Linked DNA regions of Mus musculus: all the other regions are linked to region 3. A link is a contact called in public promoter capture Hi-C data. All regions are on one chromosome and are shown on one strand. The core of a region is the stretch at or near the end of the contact, and the rest is flanking DNA. Distances in the headings are between cores, read along the strand shown.

What was found. Promoter capture Hi-C pulls out the DNA fragments that hold promoters and counts their contacts.
Region 1: a contact with region 3 is called in a promoter capture Hi-C map of hematopoietic stem and progenitor cells. The contact joins the promoter of Vip here to the promoter of Mtrf1l in region 3. A contact is called at or near these places in 22 of 39 promoter capture datasets (the 3T3-L1 cell line, 3T3-L1-derived adipocytes, the C10 cell line and 15 more), 1 of 115 datasets of contacts at active chromatin or transcription factors (epiblast stem cells) and 3 of 9 other capture datasets (adipose tissue, embryonic stem cells and liver).
Region 2: a promoter capture Hi-C map of hematopoietic stem and progenitor cells shows a contact between it and region 3. The contact joins the promoter of Myct1 here to the promoter of Mtrf1l in region 3. A contact is called at or near these places in 21 of 39 promoter capture datasets (the 3T3-L1 cell line, 3T3-L1-derived adipocytes, the C10 cell line and 14 more), 1 of 15 datasets of contacts at CTCF or cohesin (pro-B cells), 32 of 484 Hi-C or Micro-C datasets (the AML12 cell line, CD4 T cells, CD8 T cells and 19 more), 10 of 115 datasets of contacts at active chromatin or transcription factors (the 230-238 cell line, bone marrow-derived macrophages, embryonic stem cells and 4 more) and 3 of 9 other capture datasets (adipose tissue, liver and macrophages).

The regions. Positions count from the first base shown.
Region 1 is chr10:5,637,805-5,640,785 of GRCm38.p6, reverse strand. Vip (vasoactive intestinal polypeptide) reads right to left here and starts at 1,568. Exons shown (of 7, transcript NM_011702.3): 1 at 1,416-1,568; 2 at 52-168. The coding sequence starts at 158.
Region 2 is chr10:5,592,430-5,595,353 of GRCm38.p6, reverse strand. It overlaps Myct1 (myc target 1), which reads right to left and starts at 1,626. Exons shown (of 2, transcript NM_026793.2): 1 at 1,453-1,626. The coding sequence starts at 1,504.
Region 3 is chr10:5,822,586-5,825,551 of GRCm38.p6, reverse strand. It overlaps Mtrf1l (mitochondrial translational release factor 1-like), which reads left to right and starts at 1,609. Exons shown (of 7, transcript NM_175374.3): 1 at 1,609-2,026. The coding sequence starts at 1,789.

The DNA of each region.
Region 1 (2,981 bases), core at 319-2,818, 180 kb after region 3:
GCCTGCCTACTTATCTGAATTGAAAGCACACTTTCCCAGAATGAAACTTACCTCACTACAGAAGGTGGTCCAAAGAGAGGCCAGGCCAGCGACTGAGAGAACAGCACACTGAAGAGTATCAGGAATGCCAGGAACTGAGGCTTGCTTCTGGCTTCCATCTCGGTGCCTCTGAAAAGAGAAAGGATGCTGGCTCTCCCAGCCACACTTGGCAACATTTCAGAGGGTCTAGCAACCCCACCAGGGGCTCTTGCCAAGTTGAAAATGGTCATTTCTCTTCAGGAAAGAGTCAGACTTACTGACATAAGATTACTTTGTAAAATAACGCTAGTTTTCTAGCACTGGTTTGGAAATGGAATCCATCCCCAGGATAAAGGCATTTGAACACCGGCTCAGCTCCCTTTTGTCTTTCCCTCTGCGGGCACTCAATTAATTTTAGTGTCTATCCAGGGCCATGCTTCTGTTGTGCTGGAGGCAGATAACTTTAGGCTCTGTGTTTTGATAACAGAGTCGTCATAGCATAATGTCTTTTCTGTTGAAGGAAACAGCCACAAGGAATTTGTTGGGTTCCCCCCTTAAAGCTATAATATCTGATTGATGTAAAACTGGGGTATTACCTAATTAATTTTCCTTCTAGCCAATTGTATTTTAGAGTTTGCATGTTCATAGTACATATATGTATATAAAGTATAGATTTGTATCATTAAGGCAAAAATCTTGTATACATATTACATTGAAATTCTTATTTTCTCTGTATTTGTTATAGAAACCACTGATAAGTTATTTCTTTAAACCAAGGCCCAAGCAAATTTATTCAAGGATAAAACTTAATGCCCTCAGAGTCACTTGGCACTGGAACAAGTTTTTCCAGGAAATCGATTTATATGCCTTTATCTGTAGAGCCCATGCATCCTGCATTCGATCTATTCACATGTCCTATTTGTAAACACTGTCGAGCTAGCACAGAGATCTTCAAGGGTTTTACCTCTTGGTACCTACAAAAGTCATAGCACTTAAAAATTAAATGATAAAGAAAGTGAGTGCTTTCTAGGCTCGATCTGTTTAGAAACAGAAAGAAAAGCTCTTTAAACGCAGATTGAAAACCCCCAAAACAAATGCATCAAGCTGAACACTTTGCTCAAAACCCCCCCCACAAGCAAACTCGTCTTACTTTATTTTTTAAAAGGCAATACTTAATGAAGGATTAAGCAGGACTAAGAATCCTCTAAGCAGATGGGGTCATAAGAGAGAAATTGAGGCATTTCTATCTTTATTCAGTGACTTGTCATGATTATTGTATTTGGCTATTGCAAAAAGACGAACACTGTAAAATTCTTTTTAAGAGAGAAATTTTCACAAACTCCTATTCAAAGTCCCAGTGACAGAGAGGAGAGGAAGAAGTGGAAGATTTTGCTTACCCTTGGCTGTTTCCTTCAGGCAGGGCTGCCTTTCCGGCTTCGTGGCAGCTGTCTAGGGTGCTGAAGTTCTGCTCTAGGGAAGGCTCCACCAGTCTGTTCCCGGTTCCTGGGGAACGGTTGGCTGTAGCTGGCTAGTGCTCTGCTGTCCAAGCTGACCAGCATCTCAAAGTCTCTCATTTTATAGGGCTTGTGCTTCGGGCTGAGCAATCAGAAGGCTCCCCGAAAGACGTCACAGTAGTGATCCCATGGGATGAACAGGTCTTGAAGTTCTTATTAAATTGTCATCATGCCTGATTTATATACATTTATAGCAAACAAGTTCAAGAGAGAGGAAATGAACTCTTTTTTAAAAAAAGAAAAGTACTTAGCTGGATGTGCAATGCTTTAATCTTTACTTAGCTGTGATGAACTAGAAGATGATTATAATGTTATAGACAGGGCCTAGGAGTACCTTAGAAAATAAGGACTTTCTTCAGGAACAAATGCAGAAAACTTGTGTTGTGCTTAGAGTATAATTCCTCGTTTCTACAAAGTGTCAATTGCTTTAATGCCTTTTAAAAAACTTTATGCTGCTTATGCATATCTGAATTAAAGTTTTCTAGAAACCTACTCTAATTTAAAAAGCAGTCATAAATGATTTTGCATCTTTCTATTATTACACTTCTTTTATGTTGAGTCTAATCCTCGGGGAGAGGGGTTCCATTATGTGTCTAAGATGCTATAGTATACACGCTGTTGTGTAAGCCATGGCACTAGCACTCTTCTACACTTTGTTTAAAATATCATAATTCCCACTCCTTCTCTTTGCCCACTATATCAAATATTCCAAAAATAAATAATGATCAGACTGTATACTCCAGGGACTGAATCTCTCTTTCTCTTCAAAGGCATTCTCCTCATTTTATGTCTTTGCATAATGTTGAATCACTTTGTTTGCCCTCAAAACTCACCCTACTTCAGAATCTCCAACTCAGTCGCTTTACATAAATGTGATTTCAAAGGATCAGGGAAAAGACCTTTGTAGAGTACTGTGATGAATGCTTAATTTTTTTTTGTTGATTTTAACCTCAAAGTAGCCTGACATACATTTAATTGGGACTTAATGTCAAAATGCAGCTATCCTAAGAGTGTCATGGAAAACAAAGGCAATGTCCATTCATTTAAAAGTCCTGGTGTGTGTGTGTGTGTGTGTGTGTGTGTGTGTTTTATTACGTATATCCTTAGGGATATATAGCTCTCAATTTTCTTTACTTTATTGTCCTCTAAGATTTTAGTCTCTCTTTGTTGCACTGAGGGCCGGCCAATGCAGTGAGAATTATCTTGCTAGAGCTTAATCATATTTTCTAATCCATTTACAAGAAAAATTAAATGAATTAAATTTCAAAATGTCTGGAATTTTGTTGTCCAGCTGACAGGTCTGACTTAAGCCAGAGTTCCTGTGGCTTAATTCCAGGAAATCTTTTTTTTTTTTTTTAAGCTAGTTGTTACAAACTAGAGGTTAAAATAGTTTTCATATGGATCTTCTTTTTTTATCCTGAGATCATTGTCACCAAAACCCTCGGTGAA
Region 2 (2,924 bases), core at 377-2,876, 230 kb after region 3:
TGAACAATGAGTTATTTTTCCTATATGAACCTGGAGATTAACTTGAATGGTTTGAAAAGTCAGAGCTGGCTTTTCTGTGTTAGTTTCTCTCTTGGGATGGACTTGCTTTGGAACAATTGACGATTGTTTTGTGATGATCAGTTTCCTTAGGTGCTCCCTAGTTGTTGTCCTCATTTAATAGAAATGGGGACAGCAAATGATACTTTCACAAATACACCATTGACCCATTCAGAATTCAAAGTTACCTTTCTCTTGGCTGGAGACTTATTTGAGACAGAAATAGCATATTTTTTCACTAAGCTTATTATGCTAAATCTCTTAAAGCTTGAAGAAAGCACATTAATTAATAAAAAAAATCAATGAACTAGTTAATTCTCTTCATGCAAATACCTGTGGTAATAGATCGCCAGGGCCAGGTTGCCATAACTGCTCAGTATTTACTAGATGGTTTCCAGAGCCCTGCTTCTAGGCACAGCAGGGAGCCTGATACAGTTTTCTGAGATTACAAATTTATCCACCCTTCACATAATATGGGGTATAGATCTCTTAGTAAACTCCAGTTTTCCTTTCAAGTTCCTTCTGGTTCTAACTTAAACCGTTCCCCTTACTTATACATTTCTTCAAACCGCAGAGACATGGCAATCTCTTTGCACATCCCAGCGCCTGCCTCCTAAATCTGGTCTGGAGTGGATGCTGATTTTGACCTCAGCGCCTCCCTCCCTGCTCTGAGACCTCGAGCTGAGTAGCCTCAGCCAAAGCAAGCTTAGGTGTTGTTTCTCTTCTTTTTGGAACAGGCTTGCATTGCAATAGTATATGCTATTTCTGCTTCCTCTCTTATAGATCCATAATTTCATTTTAATTCCACATTGTCTGTGTCAACACACTCTAAAGCCATCCACCAATAGGTTTGTTGCTTAAAATCACATTGAAAATTAAAAAAGAATAACATTGACAAAAACACAGACTTCAAAACCCTCTGCAGAATACCTTGGCTTCATGAAATAAAATATTTAGCAATACAGTTGCACCCTCTTGGTTTTCACCGAACTATATCTACATGCCAAGAGAAAGGAGCAGTAGAACTTGTCTTTAACACCATCACCTTCAGATAAATAAAATGTAACATTCCAACAAAACCCACATGTTATATTCTTTTAACAATGATGTCTACTTCGTATTTGTTTTTTTAAATTTTCACTTTAAAGAAAATCTCATTTTCTAAACAGTTTTGCAAATGCCAGCCAAGCTGTATATGCCTGATTAGTCTTTAATGTTTCTGTAGCTTATCCTGATGACATTTTATCAGTATATTTCTTGAAGTAAATTCATAAAAACCATCACCAGATAGTTATGGCAAGCAAACTGTCTTAGAGATTCCCAGTGTTGTAATAAATCATGCAGAGAATTTCTGTGCATCTTAAGTTAAAAGCAGTGAAGGCAAAGGTTGCTTACCCCAAAAGTTTTCTGGCCAAGGACTCCCTAAGCTCGTGGTGTTATTAGCCATAATGTCCACAAGAAAAAGAAGCCAGTGTGTCCACAACCAGCAGTTTGATTCTATGCCTTTGTGGTTGAGCAAGAGAAAAATAATTTTCACGCAACCCCACGTATACTTGTGTTTACATAAAAGGAAGTAAGTGTATCATGTTTCCTGCTTTTATACTCGAATTAGCAACTGTTTTTCTTATCTTGGAATTCCACATGGCTCTCAGACACAAAACTATTTCCTTCCCGTCATTTCCTCCCTCGTTGCTAAGTGCCCTCTTTCCAGCCACATCCAAAGCTGTCTGGGGACAAGGGGCATTTTCTTAAGTCTGGGTTCTCTATCTACATGCAGAGGCAGAAAGCAAGACCCTGGCTGCTGCACTTAGCTTCACCTGAGTGCAATGCTGTTCTGCTATAGATGGTGTTCTGATGTTGAAAACCATGTCATGCAGTCAGAGAGGGATTTTCAGAAGCCCATATTCAGTTTCACTCTTTACCTAATATTTTTTGTTTATAAATTACAGACAATAAAATTCCTAGGTAATATCTCCCTGTATCTGGTGTATTAATTTTGAAATGTGTATCCATTCCATTTATTCATACATATTTAAATGTGTTTTTTTTTGGTATTTTGTTACCTTTTTCTTTGGGACTCAAATGTGGGAAATCAAGATCATTTCTATGTGCACAAGTGGGGGGAATGGGAATGTGAGATTACAGCAGTGTTTTAGTGCTTGGCCAGGGATGTTTAGTTTAGTGCTTGGCCAGGGATGCTGTGATCCTGTGGCTTGGGAAAATTATAGTGAATGCCCTTCCTACCTTGGTCATGACAGGGTAGATCCTTTGTGCATCGGGAGACATTGAAAGTAGGGAAAGGAGATGCCAAATGTCACTTCCACCCAGTAAAATTCATCTCTAGGCTGGGAATCTGTAGTGTGCACTCTTGAGAACCCTTGCAAGAACTCTGGGGTGCTGAAGTGTTGTCAGCTGAGGTAACTGTCACCCTTCAGAAGTCTGTTGACAAATTCCTGAGAAGGGTGGGGTAAAGGCAACCTGACCAGTCACTTGGCAGTCCTAATTCTCCAAAACTGTGGTGATTTCTGCTCATTTTTTTTAAAAAAAATCAATTTTCATAGATTTAAGTTAACTACAAATTAGCCAGAGATTAGAATATACACAGCTGTCCCTCTCAAAGAAAATGAAGCAATTACAGAAAACTTGCATCGCTTGAGCAAACAGAAGGACACATTTTTATGATATTTTGGCCAATGTCTATTTCTATGCTCTCCAGTAAATAATCACACCACTGCTCCTGAAAGAAAAGAGGGCTTGAGTTTCAATGGTGCCCTTTGAGGTCTAGTCCTGCTGACAATGTATGCAAAGACAGTACCTCATGAAAACTTGCTGTGTCTAGAGACACGTGTATCGAGACATTCCCCACC
Region 3 (2,966 bases), core at 360-2,859:
TAGAAAACACACCACAATTCTTTTCTATACTCGGGTCAGAATCAAAACAAAACGGGTCTCAACCTCTATCTTATAGCTAAACATTTGCATATCGTGTCACCTGGGTGCCAAAAGGGAAGGGACATTTGAGGCGCTGGAGCTCCTTGCTATCACTTGAAGAGCCGCTTCATTTCTTCATGCCAGTGCCCTTGTATGTGATGCTAAGGATTGATTAGATAGGATGCAAAATTCATTTTATATAATCTTGAAATTAGTAATTTTGATTAGTGTTAATGGTAAGAGTACCCATTTGATTCTAAACAGAGAACAGTTTGATCAGCAGTGAACCACCATGGTCCAAAAAACAGCTAGTAATCCAGTAGAATTCGCAAGTAGACTAAGCTTCAAATTCTGCATCCTCAGGAGTGGCTTGTCTGGTTTATTCACATCCTGTTACCCACTTCTCTGGTAGGCAGTGGTTAAGTCTTTTGAATTGCAAATACATAAGTTAGTAGTCAGGAGGGTGGATGTCCACTAGAGGGAGGCCTTTGATTTTTCTCTCTTTCTTTTTTTAATTGCAGGGCTGCAGACAGCCTTGAGCAAGGTAAGCAAGTACTCCCCGAGAGTTACAACTTCAGAGCAGAATGAGGAAAGTTTTAAAATGCTTCATTGTGTTGTAGTTTGTTAGTTTTAACTTGGATATGGAGGAGGAGGGAGCAACAGCAAGAAAGTGAGAGAGCAATGGAGAGTCGGATTGAGTGAATCAGAATGTGAGGCAGGAAACGGAGAAACCTAGTGCTTGGTGTGGTGGGTGACGATAGGAAAACAGATTTTGTAGCGTCCCTGGGAGGTTTAGTAGGATATGCCTGTCCTTGAAAGGAACCTATGTCAGATGACCACCCTATAATTAAGCCTTAGAGACTGGAGATAGATGACTTCTGTGGCTGTGGACTCTGTGCCTGCTGGTCGCTTGACTATCCTTAAGTCTCACAGCCTTGAGAAGCAAACCTTCACCTTCAGACTGCAGACACCTGCTGTTCACTCCAGCCTGGCTCGCTGGGGAACAGGTCTTGGGGAGCAGCCAAACTCGGCCTGAGGGCGGAGTCGAGGCTTCAGAGTTGGTCTGGAGGTGAGGCTTCTGAGTTCAGCCTGTAGGCGGAACTAGGTGGAGCTCCACCCTGAGAGACGAGGCGGAGGAAGCGCTTCCTCCAGGAGCCGACCCGAGAAGGCGGGACTGAGGCGTTAAAGCTCCTTCCCTAGAGAACAGGGCTGAGGAGGCGGAGCCGCGCTTTTGGAGTTTCCTTTGGAGGGCGGGGCCGAGGAAGCGGAGCTGAGGCATTGGAGCTCTTCCCTAGAGGCCGGTCTGAGGAGGTGAAGTTCTGTCTCAAGGCGGGGCTGAGGCATTGGAGGCACTCGCTATCTCAAGGTCACGCCTAGGCAGCAGAGCTCGCCCACTAGAAGTGGGAGTCAGGCGTGGGTGGTTTCCACGCCCCCGTGGAGGCGGGGCTGAGACGGTGGAGCTCCGCCCTGAGGGGGGCGGGCTGAGGCCCCAGACCTGTCCCATTTGGAGGAGGAGCTGAGAATCCGGAGCCCCTCCCCTGGGGTAGGGCGGAGACTTCGGCGCTCGGGTTGGAGGCGGGGCAAACGCGTCCAGACCTCCCTGCCCGCTTGCCTTTTGACTTTAGAGGACCTCCAGGCTGTACTACGCTTTGCCGGAAGTTCTCGTAACATTTCCGGCAGAACATTTCTGGATCGGAGACCTTCCTAGAGTGTTTGTATATTTTCTGCTAGGTGGGCGGCCCAGCCAGGATGCGGAGCGGGTTTCTGAGCGGTGCCCGGCGCCTGTGGGCCCGCCGCGCCTTCAGCCGCACGCCGCCGCCTTCCGAGGAGCTCCTCGCCCGCGGCGGGCCCCTGCGGGCCTTCCTGGAGCGCCGCGTGGGCTCGGAGGCCGGTGGTCTGGACGCTGGGTACCCCCAGCTGGCCGCGGCCGCCCGACTGCTGAGCGAGAAGGAGCGGGAGCTGCGGGACACGGAGTCATTGCTGCACGGTAAGCCACCCGCTCTAGTGGGTTCGGAAGCCATCTGCGTTCCAGATCTTGTCACTAGGGTTCTGACAATCCTCCATTGGGCTCTCTAGAGCAGTCCCTGGACAAGGTGCTCTGCCAAGTTAGTCCTCTGAAGTCACTAAGGTTCTCGGTTGCTTCCTCTCCCCTCCTGGTGTAAGACCCCCGAAGCTAGGCCTCCGCTCAAGTCCCGGGATGAGCTGGCCAGCACCCCAGTGACCCGAGAGAAAACCACACCTGATGCAAACTGCAAGAGGTTTTATTATCAGCTAGCTGAGGACGGTGCCGGGCAGGGGAGTTCGACCCCAAGCAGTGGCAGTAGGGGGCTTTTAACAGCTAGCTGAGGAATTGGGAGGAGTTGGGAGGAGAGTTGGGAAGAGTTGGGAGGAGTTGGGAAGAGAGTTCTTCTCTTTTCTGTGTCCTTGGTGAAATTTACAAGGCAGGAGTGGGTAGTGAGTTCTTTCTGAATTTTTATCTCCGTGTCCTCAGCACAGGAAGGCAGGCATCTCTGGTTGTAAAGTATAGAAACAAAAAGGCTTTTTGCTGGCTATAGAGAACAAAGAGCTTCTTTCTGGCTGTATTTTTAGAGATCAGGGAAAGCAAGCTTGGGGAACGTCCAGGGGCTTTCTTTACCTTCCAGGGAGAAATGCTCTGTAAGTTGGGGTCTCACACTGGCAGCTCAGCTGCACAGGAAAGACTCGCTAGTCCCAGCAGAGGAACTAAAGCCGCAGGTGAGTGTATGGCATTGGCACACTGCAGTGCAAGAGGAGCGATGCACTGTATGGTTAGAACTCGAGACCTGGAAATTCATGTTTCCCTCGAGATTCCAAAGTGTCTGCGTTCCTAAAGCCTCCAGAGACGTCTGCCGAGTAGAACACACTTGGGAACTTAAGGCTTGATTCAGAGACCCTGCCTCGAAGAAAGT